Linked DNA regions of Mus musculus: all the other regions are linked to region 1. The links are chromatin contacts, called in public promoter capture Hi-C maps. All regions are on one chromosome and are shown on one strand. Each heading gives the region's core, a stretch centred on a gene start, on an enhancer-like site or on the middle of the called end of the contact. The rest is flanking DNA. Distances are from core to core; before and after follow the strand shown. Region 1 holds the start of Fam98a (family with sequence similarity 98, member A). Region 2 holds the start of Fez2 (fasciculation and elongation protein zeta 2 (zygin II)). Region 3 holds the start of Ypel5 (yippee like 5). Region 4 holds the start of Crim1 (cysteine rich transmembrane BMP regulator 1 (chordin like)). Region 5 holds the start of Lbh (limb-bud and heart).

What was found. Promoter capture Hi-C pulls out the DNA fragments that hold promoters and counts their contacts.
Region 2: a promoter capture Hi-C map of pre-B cells shows a contact between it and region 1, with 12 times the contacts expected there. The contact joins the promoter of Fez2 here to the promoter of Fam98a in region 1. A contact is called at or near these places in 12 of 39 promoter capture datasets (the 3T3-L1 cell line, 3T3-L1-derived adipocytes, the C10 cell line and 8 more), 2 of 484 Hi-C or Micro-C datasets (CD4 T cells and regulatory T cells), 5 of 115 datasets of contacts at active chromatin or transcription factors (astrocytes, cardiomyocytes, embryonic forebrain and 2 more) and 2 of 9 other capture datasets (adipose tissue and embryonic stem cells).
Region 3: a contact with region 1 is called in a promoter capture Hi-C map of liver, with 8 times the contacts expected there. The contact joins the promoter of Ypel5 here to the promoter of Fam98a in region 1. A contact is called at or near these places in 3 of 39 promoter capture datasets (liver and pre-B cells), 1 of 484 Hi-C or Micro-C datasets (uterus) and 2 of 9 other capture datasets (adipose tissue and liver).
Region 4: a promoter capture Hi-C map of hippocampal neurons shows a contact between it and region 1, with 22 times the contacts expected there. The contact joins the promoter of Crim1 here to the promoter of Fam98a in region 1. A contact is called at or near these places in 7 of 39 promoter capture datasets (the 3T3-L1 cell line, cranial neural crest, embryonic stem cells and 4 more), 2 of 484 Hi-C or Micro-C datasets (muscle stem cells and rod photoreceptor), 6 of 115 datasets of contacts at active chromatin or transcription factors (astrocytes, differentiating embryonic stem cells, embryonic stem cells and 3 more) and 2 of 9 other capture datasets (adipose tissue and liver).
Region 5: a contact with region 1 is called in a promoter capture Hi-C map of liver, with 5 times the contacts expected there. The contact joins the promoter of Lbh here to the promoter of Fam98a in region 1. A contact is called at or near these places in 2 of 39 promoter capture datasets (liver and pre-B cells).

What each region holds. Positions count from the first base shown.
Region 1 is chr17:75,550,624-75,553,392 of GRCm38.p6, forward strand. It overlaps Fam98a (family with sequence similarity 98, member A), which reads right to left and starts at 1,323. Exons shown (of 8, transcript NM_133747.2): 1 at 1,118-1,323. The coding sequence starts at 1,170.
Region 2 is chr17:78,416,816-78,419,584 of GRCm38.p6, forward strand. It overlaps Fez2 (fasciculation and elongation protein zeta 2 (zygin II)), which reads right to left and starts at 1,337. Exons shown (of 8, transcript NM_199448.3): 1 at 1,018-1,337. The coding sequence starts at 1,268.
Region 3 is chr17:72,835,274-72,838,042 of GRCm38.p6, forward strand. Ypel5 (yippee like 5) reads left to right here and starts at 1,355. Exons shown (of 3, transcript NM_027166.6): 1 at 1,355-1,518.
Region 4 is chr17:78,198,843-78,201,611 of GRCm38.p6, forward strand. Crim1 (cysteine rich transmembrane BMP regulator 1 (chordin like)) reads left to right here and starts at 1,406. Exons shown (of 17, transcript NM_015800.3): 1 at 1,406-2,257. The coding sequence starts at 1,927. It overlaps Gm32282 (predicted gene, 32282), which reads right to left and starts at 1,183. Exons shown (of 2, transcript NR_168063.1): 1 at 752-1,183; 2 at 408-509.
Region 5 is chr17:72,916,983-72,919,751 of GRCm38.p6, forward strand. Lbh (limb-bud and heart) reads left to right here and starts at 1,323. Exons shown (of 3, transcript NM_029999.4): 1 at 1,323-1,596. The coding sequence starts at 1,571. It overlaps Gm30375 (predicted gene, 30375), which reads right to left and starts at 1,173. Exons shown (of 2, transcript NR_168598.1): 1 at 1-1,173.

The DNA.
Region 1 (2,769 bases), core at 73-2,572:
ACCTACTAGGACACCAAGCTAGTCACATGGGTTGCGCTTTGGCTACCTCAAAGGTGTCCTTCCCTAAAGAAAGGTGTCCCTTAAGAATTTCCATGGCATGGAAAAGCCTAAAGTTAAGCTTTGATTAAGGATTATAGTTAAAAATACAACAATCGGCAGGGCATGGGGGCTCACTCCTTTAATCATAGCTCTCAGGTGCCAGAGGCAGGAGGACCTCGGTGCGTCATTTCTTCTACGCTGATTTTATCCTGAAATAGTTATTCGCAGGCAAATACTTAATCATGCAGGGCTTTTTTTTTTTTTTTTTTTTTTTTTTTTTTTTTTTTTTTTTGCCTAAGAGCCTCTAGGTTCTCAAGTTTAAGCACCTTGATCTGGGTGACCAAACAAGATAAATAAGCCTTATTTCCAAATTCCTAAACACTGAAGACTATGACTGAGAGTCAAGATGCAAATATGCTGATTCTTGGTGGGTGAGGATGACCCTGGAATGCTGGAGTTCAGCGAGGCTGTGCTGGAGGTCTGAAGTCACTGACTGTCATTTCCAAAGCAGGTGGTTGAAAGGTTAGGTGCACAGCTGAGCGGGCTTGAGAGCAGCCGGCTGCATCGCCCAGACGTGCGCTTTGGGAAGCCTAGGTGCATGCAGAGATGACTGAGCAAAGATGATTTTTTTTTTTTTTTGAGAGAGAGAGAGACAGAGAAGTAGGGTGGGGGGTAGAAGCTCAAGAAAGAAGTAGGGAATCTTGGGGCCAAGTAGGAAAGCAGATACAACTTTGGCAAACCATAAAGTGGGGGTAGGGTGGGAGGACGGGAGGCAAGAAGAGAAAGCTTGGGGAGTGGGGGGGTGGTGAGAACCGGAGCCCAGACAATGACACGCATGACTGAGACACGCTGCGGGTAGCTGGGCTGTAGGGGAGCACCGGGGAGGACGAGGGCCGTCGGAGCCCAGTGGGCAGGGTAGGTGTGGACGTGGCACCGGGGGTCCCTGGGCCAGCAGCGGGAAGCTCCGGCGGGAGTCGGGTGCGGAGTGGCAAGGCAGGTGGCTCCGACCGGGCGCCCGAGGAGTTGCCGGGGCTCTAGCAGAGTGGACTTTCAGAAACTCATGCCCCCGCCGTCTTACCCTAGATCTTCCAACGACTCCAAGATGTCAGTCTCCATGAGGTCACACTCCATGCTACTGTGGTATTCAAATTTCCGAGTCGTCAGGCTGCCCTCTCGCCGGCAACGCGTACCCTAGCGCATGCGCTCCTTCCCCGGAACTTCCAAGTCGACAGCTGGCGCCTCAGTCCCCGTATTGCGCATGCCCCGAGCGTGCGCAAGCAGTTTGGTTCCGCCCACTGCCCCCACCTCACCGGCCGAGGAAAAAAAAATGGCCGGGTGTGCGCGTGCCCAGTATGGGGTAGTGAAGCTAGCTGCCCTAAGAAGGGCAGGAAGGCAGGTGGCGTGGCACCGAGGCTGGGAGACTCAGAGACTCAGCCAGGGGGCGCGGAGCTCTTGGAATGCGCATGTGCACAGCTTGGGGCGAGGCAGGCGCGGGAGGAGCAGAAGCAGGATCCAGCCTGGGATTGTAGAGTGACAGCTGTGGTATTGAAGATGCGTGTCCTCCTTTCACCTGCGAGTCACCACAGAAGGGCAAATTTGTGCGTTCCCAGCCACAGCCCAGGGCGGGGTTAGACGGGTCAAAAACAATGAAAGCCAGGAAAATGCCATTTGATTTTTCTTCAGTGTAGCCTCTGGAGTCCACGGTTAGAGAAGTGGCTTTCCTCAGTATGGATGCTTCAGAAAGTTTCTCCAGGGAAAGTTTTTTTTTTTTTTTTTGTCCCTGTCCTCTTGAGTCTGCCCCAGACACCACGCATTTTGTTTTAACGGGAAAGGGCATAACTCCATATCGAATACAATAGGGTATATTTGATTACATGCAGTTTAGACAATGGATCAACTTTTTGTCTCCGTTGACTTTTTTTTTTTTTTTTTTAATACAGGGTTTTATAGAGCCATGGATGGCCTGGAACTCACTATGCAGACCAGGCTGGCTGTGAACTCACAGAGCTCCACCTACCTTTGCCTTCCCAGTGCTGAGATTAAAGGCATCTGCTACCATGCTCAGTGTTGTCATTACTTTTGGCCACCCATGCTTGGGTGTAGCTTTCTATTATGAAAGAACTGTTGAATAAGGAGGAAATCGTTTTCAAAGAGATGATGTAGTTAGAAAATCATATTTATCTATGAATTGCCATGTTGTTATATTGTGTAGTCATTTGGTTTTAAACTTATTCTTACGTTTTATTTTGTAGTTTCCACTTTCATGTCTAATGGATAAGCATTCTCTGTCAGTAGTAATTCATGGTTTAGTTATTTATTTTGTGTAACATGGGTTGGGAGAAGGTTATGCACTAACTGTTCTAGTGACTATCCTCTTGACCCATGAGCGACCTGGCTTCTCCAAGAAAGCTCCCCTAAAGTTAAATATTCTTCAAGGTGTATTCATTGATTCTAATTTCCTGATTGGGAAAAGTTGCAAATCCAGAGCCAAGGTTCTGTCAGACTGTCATTAGTCCCCTTAAGAGCCCACCCTGGCCCATCCTGTGTGACCTAACCTCATTTTGGCTATCAGGTAAAACTTTTGGGATGTGTAAACATCCAAATTAGCTTCTGCCTACTCAAAGCCACAAGTGTCATCAGATAACAGCTAAGTTCTCTCCACATCACTGTAAACTTCTCACCTGCTGTCCCCACCAATATATCTGAAGAAATAATCCCTTGACTTATGAG
Region 2 (2,769 bases), core at 87-2,586, 2.9 Mb after region 1:
AGTACTCACACAAAATTATTAAGATGTAATAAAAAATGCTGTTGTTTCAATTCTCCTCACTAACATGTAGTGTCTCCGGCCACCATTGTGTTCCCAATGTTCTGGAAACGGGTCCTACCCATCACCTTCCAAGAGGGCCAGTACTCTTAGGGTCTCCACTCACCCTGCAAACAAAACACTCGAGCTCACTGGCTCGCACCATTCTTTTGGCTAGATTTTCACGAAAAGATGCGGTACATAATTACAACTCTCGTGTAAACAAACAATAATTGGGTTTAAAAGTGTCTGAATAAAGCGCTTTCATCAACCCCTGTGAATGTCATCACACTGAAGCTAATCACAGAGAAAACGGGAGCCATTGCTGCTGTGCACTGGTCTTCTGGATACACTATTAGATATCATTAGTAAGGGCTACCATTTACTTTTTGCCTCTGTGACAGTTTGTTCTTGTGGGCCCAAGAGACTTCTATAACTTCAATGGTAACTCACACCTCTGCACTCTGCCTAACTCCCAGATCTCCATCAAGGATTCAGTTAGCGGCTATAAAGTCTTCATTCGGACATCCCCTTTGAAATCTCCCGTATCCGGTACAAATACCTATCAAAGTACTCATTACACTCGGAAAACATGTGCTTAACCAACCTATGTCCCATCCCACTTTGTGTCCTACTTGAGAGGAGCAATGCCCACTTCGGCATCCCCAGTGCCAGGCCCCATGACAGGGGCTTTAAGAAAAGCGAGTTGAATGAATGAACTGAGCCACACGTGCCCCAGGAGGCAGGGTCTCCACAAGGAAGCACACAGGGGTCTGCAGGAGGGTTCAAGGGGAAGGAAGGCAGGGCAACAGCGGGCATTTAAACTCCAGGGCCAGGCCGGCAGCCCCGGGGCGGGGCTCAGAGCGACCGAGGAAGAAGGAGGGCGCGGGGCGGGGCCTGTGGGGACTCCCGGCTGCGGCGGGGGCAGGGCGAGGTTGGGGCCGCTCCCGCCCGCCCGCCCGCTCCGGGGCCCGCACTCACTCGTCCCCTTGCAGGAGGCTGCACTCCGTGATGGGCCGCACGGCCGCCCGTGGGGGCTCGGCCTCCGACGTGGGGCGGAAGCACAGGCTCAGCTTCTCCTCCAGGCTGGAAGCCAGCGCCGGGAAGCTGTCGCCGCCCGCGTGTGCCCCCGCGCCAGCCTCCGGGCTCGCGTTACAGTTCTCCTGTTCCTGGACACTCCCGGCCGGCTCCTGGAACTCATAGAAATCCTGCCAGTCCCCGTCAGCCGCCATCGCGCCCGCTGCCGGCGCCCCGCCCCGGTCAGACAGCCACGCCCTGTCGCTTCCAGGCCACGCCCCAACGGTGCCCGCCCACTTGAGGCCACGCCCCTTGTCCTCCAGCTCTTGGTTGAGCGGAGACCCAAGCTGACTTTAAAGTCTTCCCTTCCTGAGTCTTCTGGAAGACCTTAACCGAGTTGAGTCACTTCCGATGTTCTTGAGCATTTAGAAACAACTTCCCTCAGTGTCCCTGTCTAAAAGTGGCTAAAAGGAAGACTTCTTTAAACCTACTTACTGTCAGATTTTTGCCCCATAGGAACATTTCTAACACTCCATCTAGATTGACAAGATTTACTGGGAAATGTTTGCTTGGTACCAAAATCCATTCCACAAATACATCTCTCCCATGTGCAAAACGCATGCTTGCTAATAATTATGTGAGTGAATATGCTCAAAGTACTTAGAAAATGCCTCAACAATAAATACTCACCTGCTTGCTATGCATGGTCACTTCTTCATTACTGTAGCCCGACCTTTAAAATTTAATGAAAATTAAATCTTGTAAAAGCATGGCTGAGGTATGGAAAGCTTTCTTTTCATAGACCTAGCTTCTTATTTGTTTGTTTATTTGCAAAATAAAATTATCCATGAAGGTAAAGAGCAGTGATTGTTGTATGCCATATACACTGTACCCTGAAGATGGCTAGGATTATAGTTTTATCACATGCATTTAACTACAACAAAAATCAAGGAAAGTAGGCAGATGCAGTAAATGCCCAATAATAGACAGAATCATTATTCCTTCAAATGTGTCATTCAGGTGGGTGAAACATCTTTCAATAATATATTATAAAATGTTATAAAACAGAGGAGCAATGCAGCTGGGGAAGAGGGGGAAGGGGGTAACTGGGAGGAGTTGAGGGAGGGGGAACTGCAGTCAAAGGGATTGTATGAGAGAAAAGTACATTTTAAAAGGGAATATATATGTATATATATATATATATACATATATAGTGTCTACTCAGGAATTGTATAAAAATTTATTGGGCAACTCAATCCAGTGAGCTCGTTTTATATATAATTAAATACAAAATGCCCAATGAATTTCCTTGCAAACAATACCTGCCCCTCCTTGGGTAAAAGGAAGTGTTAAGTGGTAGAATGTAAGAAGACATTCAACAGGAGACCCATTTCTGCCATGTTGTGGTACCATGCTCTTCCACCCAGCCTTTCTCTAGACTCTTTGACTCAGCCTTTCTTAGAAACTACCCAGTTTCAAGTTTCTGTTCCCTCGCCCCTTCACTCAGTATGTCCTGTCAGCACTTCTTCTCCTTCCTGACAGGCTGCTCCCTTCAGCTAACTTCTAGCTTGAACCAAAGCACCAGCTTCGGGTTTACACAGTCCATCACCAGGGGCCCCCTGAGGAGGAAGCCGGCCTCCTTTATCACTCCATAGAGCCTAATTTTGTACGTTGGCTTCACTCAAACTTATCTACTTTATACCTATTTTACTTCCT
Region 3 (2,769 bases), core at 105-2,604, 2.7 Mb before region 1:
TCTCTTTAATCTAAACATAGTCTTTTATCTTTGATGGTCAGAGTAGCTTTTTGTTTTGTTTTGTTTTCTCGAGACACTATGTAGCTTTGGTTGTCCTGAAACTCACTCTAGACTAAAGGCATGTTCTACAAAACCAGGCCACAGTAACTCTTTATTTTATAAATGAATGAAAAGTACTGAAGGATTTAGGGTTAAGTATCAGGGTTTTGTCAGAACACATATTCTATGCTACAAATTTCAAGTGCTAGTATATATATATGTGTATAATTTATATATTTTATGTTTATTTAATACATGAAATATTTTGAGGTATTTCTGTCATCTTTATGGACAGCCAACAGAGATTTAATTACCTGGGAAAGCCAACGGAATGGCAAAAATTTTCCAACTTATCTTAAACATGGTGAGGGAGGGCTAAGGGGACAGCTGTCTTTTTCAACAAGACAGTTGATCTCCACATAAAAGACTTAAGTTTTTGAGAATTACTTCAACGGTCAAGAGAAAACTTGGGCCGGGCGTGGTGGCACACGCCTTTAAGCCCAGCACTTGGGAGGCAGAGGCAGGCGAATTTCTGAGTTCGAGGCCAGCCTGGTCTACAGAGTGAGTTCCAGGCTGTCCAGAAACCCTGTTTCGAAAAACAAAGAGATAGAGACAGAAACAGAGAGAGGGAAGAGAAGAGAAAACTTGGAAAGTTTGTAAATAGAACCAAGCACGCTGAAAAAAACCTTGTTTACAATGAATTCCTATATACCGAGACACAAAGAGTTCGGGATTTGTTTAAGGCAATTCGTGTAAGCCAAGAGAAAGTGGCCTGATGGGATGGTAAAACGGGCATTTCAACCTAGGTAGCCCTTTAACCTCAATACCAGCGTTGACTAGAAAACAGCCTCTTGTTTTCGCTTCTTCTAGGCTTCCTTGGCTATCAGGAAGCTATGGCCTCAGCCGCCAGCAGGTGACGCCGATGACGGGCAATGAGTCCCAGCTGCCGCAATTACCAAGGCTGAGGCGTCTCCTTTAAGAAGCTGACTCACGTGGATGCTGTGTTGTGTGCGCTCAGCTGGGAGTGGGGGGCGGGTCCTCACTCTCACTACATTGGCCGCCTCGGCCGAGGAGGCAGACTTAGCCTCCTTGATTGGCCGTAAGGATGCAAGGTGTCGAATTAGAGGCGGGGCGAGCGGCGAGGAGTCCGCCCATCCGCTGCGGCTTCGGGGTGGGGTGGGCGGCGGAGTGTAAGCGGGCAAGGGTGGGGGGAGGGCGAGCCCGAGAAGGGGCGGGGCCCGGCGGAAGGGGCAGAGTGCCAGGGAGAGGGGCGGAGCCTAGAAATGAAGGGCGCTGCGGGCCAACCGGGAGAGCCGCCTGAAGGGAGGGCGGGGCCACGCCCGGTGATTGACGCCGAGGCCCGACCGAGGAGAGGCGGGGCCAAGGCCTGACTAAACCTGAAGACTTGGGAGGCCGAGGTGGGCTTCGACCCAGCTGAGGAGCGAAGAGCTGCTGGCAGCGCCGATTCCCAGCACGCCGGTGAGTACGGCGGTGGGCGCCGGGATCGGAGTCGGCTGGGGCTCGAAGCCCTTGGGCCGGCGGCTTCGAAGCCTTCGGGGAGCGGCCCGGGGCGGGGGCCCAGGCAGGAAGTGCCTCTTCCCCTTCTCCACTCGTCCAGGGTCCTGGCCGGGCCACCAGGGCAATTCTCAGGACTGTGGGGCCGTGGGGCCGCGGGGCCGGGCCGGGCGGTCCTTCTTTGTGAGGCTGTGGCGCGGCGGCCGCCGCCGACCCGCCCCCGCCGCGCAGCGGAGCGCTCCGCGAGCCCACAACAGCCGCGACCCCCTTAGCGACCCGCGGCCCCCGCCCGCCCGCCGCCCTCGGCGCCTGTCGCCTGGGCCGCCGGTCCGCAGACAGCTCTCTCCGTGACACCCCCACTTCCTAGGCCGCCCCGCCCCCACAGCCGCCGTCCCCGCCGCAGCGTCGGGGGCGCGCCCGGGCTCCGATTCGGGGCCGGCCCGCGGGCCCGCGCTCCAGGGCCGCGCTCGCACCCCGCCCGCCCCGCCGCTCCGGAGGCTCGACTCGTGCTCGGGTGTCTGGGCTGTGGGCCGTGCCCGCCTCGTCGGTGCTAGCCCCTATCACGCTGCCCTCTGGACCCTGGGCGTGGGGAACACTGCCCGGTAGCCTGCGGGTGCCGAGCGCCCGGTCGCCCGCGCCTGCCCAGCTGTTCCGCCTGTGTTTGTTGTGCCGAGGAGGCCCCGCCGCCGCCGCCGCGCGCTCCGCCTTGCGCCGGGCGATTGGCTGGAGGGAGTCACGTGGGCGCGATCAGCTGGGCCGGCTGCGGGCGGTCGGCTTGGCGCAGACCCCGGTGCTGCTCGGGGAGCGGACCGGGAGGCTCTTTCCTGCTGGCTGCGGTGGGCACGCTCCTGCACACCCCGTTACTCCACGCTGCTGTGCAGGTTGGTAGGAAGCCTGAGTGTTGCCAGCGGGAGTGGGAAGCCGCAGTAGTACCCAGGTCTGTTTCATCCGGACGCCAGACTGATCTCCTTTTGGAGTGACAGGAAGGAAAGGTGTGCGACTCATTTATTTTTTATTTTTAAACTTTTTGTTTCTGTTTCCAGAGCCCTCTTGGAAATCTTGAGGATTTTTATTTCTGGTGGCTTTTGACAGATGGAAAATCTGAAAGTAATTTCAGGCTTGCCTTGCTTTTGGAAAATAACTGAACTTGGCTGGTTCAGGTCAACCGACCTTATCAGATCGGTTTTTTTTTTTTTTTTTTTTTTTTTTTTTTTT
Region 4 (2,769 bases), core at 156-2,655, 2.6 Mb after region 1:
CTGCAGAAATATGAATCTGTCCCACAAACAAAATTCCAAAGGCATCTTTGTGTCCTTTCTCCTTGTACTGGTGCCATTAACTTTTGGCTCATTAGTCATGATGCTCCTGATCTAACTAGCTGCCACCTATCTGCAGCAAGACCATGCACAGGCAGCCAAGCCCACTTCACACCTGCTCCAACACCAGGCGGGTTTTACATAATGATTCAAATCACTCCCCCCTCCCTCCTTGGGCTGTTTTATTTATACTCCTGTAAGGGGGCACGGAGAAAACATCGACGGGGCCACTGGTTCTCTCCTGATGAGGGATCAGAGCTATCACTGGGAGAATCTCTGAAATCATTGAGGAGAAATCCTCCACATGTGCACAGCTCCTCTCCAGTTGTTTCATGTCTCGCCACAAAGAATATATTACCACCCATCTTCTTTATTAATACATTCGTGATAAATCTTTTAGGAAAGAAAAATGGGAGGAAGAAAAGGGAAACACGCCTCTTTAGCTCGCGAGCCTGAAAAAACAAAACAAAACGGCACAGTCAGGTGGCATGTAAGGATGCCTAGGCTCTTCCAGCCTAGCGTCATGTCAAGACTTGTAATCTAGTGTTGAGCCTTACTCCAGAGAGGATTAAGCTCTGTTACTTTCCAGTCACCCCTCCCATGATACAGCACCTCCACACAGACATACAGAAGGTGGATCATTAAAATTCAAGCTGCAGCCCTCCCCAACATTGTCCCAGCTCAGAATATTTACCTAGACCATTTAAAGCATTCAACCCCACCAGCAGTTTCCCTGGAGATGTCTCCAGGTTTCCAAGACTCCATTACATAATATCTTTTACAAAGTCTATTCCCAGCTCGAGTGGAAGATGGATTCTCGTCCAGTTTGCGGAAATTCCACGCGTTCGCTTCCCTTTCCTGGGGTTCGATCCGGCCAGTGCCCAGCCTAGGCTGCAGCAACAGCTCCGGCTAGGATCCCCGCCACTCTCTGAACTCAAAACTACCACCCGGAGGTGCAGCCGTCCCGCCCCCGGTGCTCCAAAGCTAGCCCTCGTGGCCCGGTGCCGGCGGGGGCTCGCGTCGCTACGACTGTCTCAGATCCCCGGCCGCAGCGCGCTCGCGGGGCCGGGCCCCGAGCCCGGATGATCGGCAGCAGGGCCGACTCGGTGCCGGGCTGCGGAGGAAGGAGAGGGGGAGGAGGAGGAGGCGTGGAGGGAGGAAGGGCCGGGGCAGCCCCGGAGGGAGGCGAGGGGGAGGGGAGGGGGCCGGCCGGCCCGAGGGTGGGGGGGCAGCCAATGAGCAGCGCGCGGCGCGGGGAGGGCGGGGGGGGGAATGAGGTAGGATGGGGGAGGGCGCAGCCGGAGCGGCGGAGGCTCCAGCCATAAACAAGCGCCCGGAGGAGCGGCGCGGGAGAGAGCCGAGCCGGGCACAAGGAACGGACGCCACGGACCTTCTGCTGAGCCACCGCGCCCACTCGGCGGCTCGGGAGGCGGGGACCGGCCCGGAGGCTGCGCTGCCGTCGTCTTTCCCCGGCAATCAGGAGCAGCGCGGAGGACCAGAAGGAGCCACCAGCCCTTCTTCGGAGCGGTGCGCAGCCACCGCCGCCGCCAGAAGTTTGGGTTGAACCGGAGCTGCCGAGAGGAAACTTTTTTTCCTCTTTTCCCCCTCCCGCCCGGGAGGAGAAGGAGGAGGAGGGGAAGCCACCCGCCACCGCTGCCGCTGGCGCCAACGCTCGTGGGCTCCGGGTCGGCGCGGCCCGCAGGGGCGGCGGGGGCCTCGCCCCGCGAGGGGAGGAGCGCCCCGGGGGCCCCTAGTGGGGCACGAGGACCGCGGGCTGCGGGTGCGGCGGCGGCGCGTGTGCCCCGCGCAGGGGAGGGCGCCCGCCCCGCTCCCGGCCCGACTGCGAGGAGGAGGCGGCGGCGCAGGAGGATGTACTTGGTGGCGGGGGGCAGGGGGCTGGCCGGCTGCGGGCACCTCTCGGTCTCGCTGCTGGGGCTGCTGCTGCTGCTGGCGCGCTCAGGCACCCGGGCGCTGGTCTGCCTGCCCTGTGACGAGTCCAAGTGCGAGGAGCCTCGGAGCTGCCCAGGAAGCATCGTGCAGGGCGTCTGCGGCTGCTGCTACATGTGCGCCCGCCAGAGGAACGAGAGCTGCGGTGGAGCCTATGGGCTCCATGGAGCCTGCGACCGGGGGCTGCGCTGTGTCATCCGCCCCCCGCTCAATGGCGACTCCATCACCGAGTACGAAGTGGGCGTCTGCGAAGGTACGGCTGCCCTGCTGCGCGCCCCCTCCCACCTGGCGGGCGCGGAACAAAGTTTGCTTGAGACTTTTCCCAGAGGAGAGAGGGTTCCCGGGGAGGAGGGACGGTCGCTGTCCCCTGGAGGGTGCCCTAGATGCCTGCCCAGGGGCGGGCGAGGTTGGGTTGCGTGGGTGAGCTCCGAACACGCATAGACACACACAGGTGCGGTGATTAGGGCTTACACTGGGTGGCCTTTCTCGCCCCAGGCAGGGGTGCCCTGTGCGGGGGCACACTGCGGAGTCTGGCACGCACAAGTCCCTCGGGGAGTCCGCCCCTGCTGCCCTGCCCGCATAGCGCAGTGTGGCACCGAGGGCGTACGCAGTCCGCGCAGCCGGCTTCTGATAGCGGAGTAGACCTGTGCTCCAGCCTGCACTCCCTATGTGACTCTTACTATTTTTTCTTTGCGCTCTTCCTTCACCTCCTTCTTCCTCCTTCGCGTAATAAATCAGTTTCAGCTCCGGAGTATGTCAGTCCAG
Region 5 (2,769 bases), core at 73-2,572, 2.6 Mb before region 1:
GGCTCTTTTAGGACGCTCCAGTTTTTACTCAGGATGTATATAGGTACGCATAGTTGGGAAAGCAGTTATTGCAAAGTTGCTCTTAGAAAGAGTAGATGCTGAAAATTATGAGGTCCTCTTTCTCAACATCCGCGTGGCCCCTGCTACTGAAAACTCGTCTCTTGATGCCAGCAGCTTTTTGCTGGATATAACCAGTACGCTTTTCTTTCAGGGTGCAGACTTATTTTAAATCACATTTAATTGTGTTTAGTTTTCGACCACGGCTCTCCCTTTCCCCAGTCCCTTTATGCACATAGGTCAAGGTTAGGAAGCTGTTTTACAAGAGTAATTGAAACAGAGGCCACAGCGGGGCAGCGCTGGGTACTGAGTCAGACTCCGTTCTTCCTGGCTGTAGGGGCTGCACAGCAGTTTAGTCTCCAAGATAGACACCGGAACTGCAATTCCTGGGCTATGAAGGAGTCAGTCTCTCAACTCTGTGTTTTCTATCAGATGGGCTCTGGGAGCTAAGGCTAGCCGGGTGTACTTGTATTCCGCTCGTTCTCCTCACCCTCTACTCCCAATGCAAACCGTATATGCTACTCTGTGTGTGTGTGTGTGTGTGTGTGTGTGCACACGCAAGCGCGCTCGCGCAACGGAAAAACCCTAGTAAGACACCACATCCTTTCTCCCACAAACAGAACCCTCCATGGACTCCAGGACCGCAGACTTTTAGAAAGCCAACAATGCCCCCTCCGGCATGGGTGCCTCCAGCCCCGCAGCTGTGCAGCCTTCTTTCCCATCTTTTCCTTTTTCCCCCGGCCCCGCCACGATCGGGATGCCACAGGCGATAATGTCCAAGAGAGGCCTACTTTGCATGGATGACCAGTGAAGGGTCCTGAGATGTGGAAGTCACAGAGAACCCGACAGCGGGCGCTCGGATGGAAGAATGGCGCCCTCCCCCGGCGATCTGTCTCTTCCCGCGTGGGCCCCCATTCCTTCCTCACGCCCACCCATCCCCGTAGCCCTTAGAGTCCCTGTGTTCAGAGAGGGGGCTGCGGACGCTGCGGATTTATGGTCAGGAAGCTGCGTTGACATTGAACTCCAGCTCGGGAACACGCGTGTGTGTCAACGGTGGGGAGGGGGGCGGGCTCGTAGCTGCTGGGAGCCAGCTCAGGCAGGGTGCAGAGCCCGGCTGGTCCCCGCCGCCGCCCGCGGGAGCTATGAGCGCTGAAGCCATTCATGATTTTGGTGACGTTATTCTAAGAGTGGGCGAGGAGAGGCGGGGCCGCTCGCCGACAAGCCCCGCCCCTCCCTTATAAATGCTGCTTCCCGGGCTCTTTGTGGGACCCGGAGATCGGTGGAGAGCGGAGAGCTTGGTCTGCACTGCCTACGCCGTTGGCAGCGAGGCTGTCTCCGGAAGGCGGACCGGCGCTAGCCCAGTACCCGCTCTCGGCTGCCCGCTGCTCTCCTCTGCGCCCCTGCCAATCTCATTCAGGACTCAGTGACTGGTTTTTTTTTGTTTGTTTGTTTGTTTTGTTTTGTTTTGTTTTTCTTAATCACAAGGGCGTGGGTCAGCCTCCCCTAGGACTTCATGTCTGTATATTTCCCCATTCACTGGTGAGTATCCTGCGCCTTTGGCGGCCGCCAGTTTAACCCGGGTGGCTGCGCAGCCCGGCAGCCTCCTAGTGCCGGCTCCGGGTACGAGGCCGGAGAGTGGCACGGACACCCAGTGCGGGTTAACCCGCCAGCCTCAGCCCCTGCAGGAGTCGACGTCAAGGTTGCAAAGCTGGAGGTTGGGGGAGGCGGTGCTGAGAGCATCCAGACAAAGGAAGTGAACTCGGAACCTTCACTTAAGTGGCGGCCAGAGGGCGTGGATATGGTGGCGTTGGGTGGGGAGAACCTGGGGTCCCACCTGAAGCCCCCTAAGGAAACCCTGTCCGCTGAGGGCCACAGGAGATGAGTCCTGCTTGGTGCAGGGGGCTCCGGTTTCCCGGGCCCCTCCCCTTCTCCTTTTTGTTTGCACGCAAGTCTCGGCGTCGAGGATGGCTGCAGAGGGGCCGAGCTGGTGCAGCCGCTGGGTTTGCAGAGCTTCTGGGGGAGGGAGGATGCTGGGGAGACGCTCTCCGCACAAACAAGCCACAAGCATCAGGGTGCAAACTACACCCTCACAACCCCTGCCCTCTCCGTTGTCCCTTAAATCCAACGCGCCTTTGTGGAGGGCCGGGGCTAGGAAGGAGCAAGCTCTCCCAGTGCCAGATTGGAAGAAGCCGGCCACTGCTGAGTCGGGGGCTGCAGAGATTTGCCTGCAGCCGGGGAAGATCGGGTGTGGAGGATCAGAGCCGAGAAGGATGGGGGACAGGCCCCTAGCTGCTGGGACGTGCGCGCCAGCTGCTTCTTCCTTCCTGCTGTGGTGTAGAGGAGGGGCGCTACAGGGAGGCGAGCACCCGTGGTCCTGGAGCGCGCTCGCAGGTGCCAGCCTTGGAGAGCCAGACCCGGGTCCAATGCAAGGTCTGAACCCGGGGAGAGCGGCGCTATTCTGCTTAGCCCAGGAACTCTGAAAGTTCGTGTTTCTCAGTTTAACTTTTTGGGCCCGCGCCACAGTTCCAAAAAGGAACAGACGCCGCTACAGGAGACGACGACCCTGGTCTTAACCCTGTAATGCTATTGACTCTCTTCTTTCAGGGATTGGAGGCAGCTTTTCCAGACTAGGGAGGAAATTGTTAAAGTCTAGCTTCTAACCCTAAACTTGCCCCCATGACAGTCACCCTTTCTTAGTCTCTCCTCCCCCTC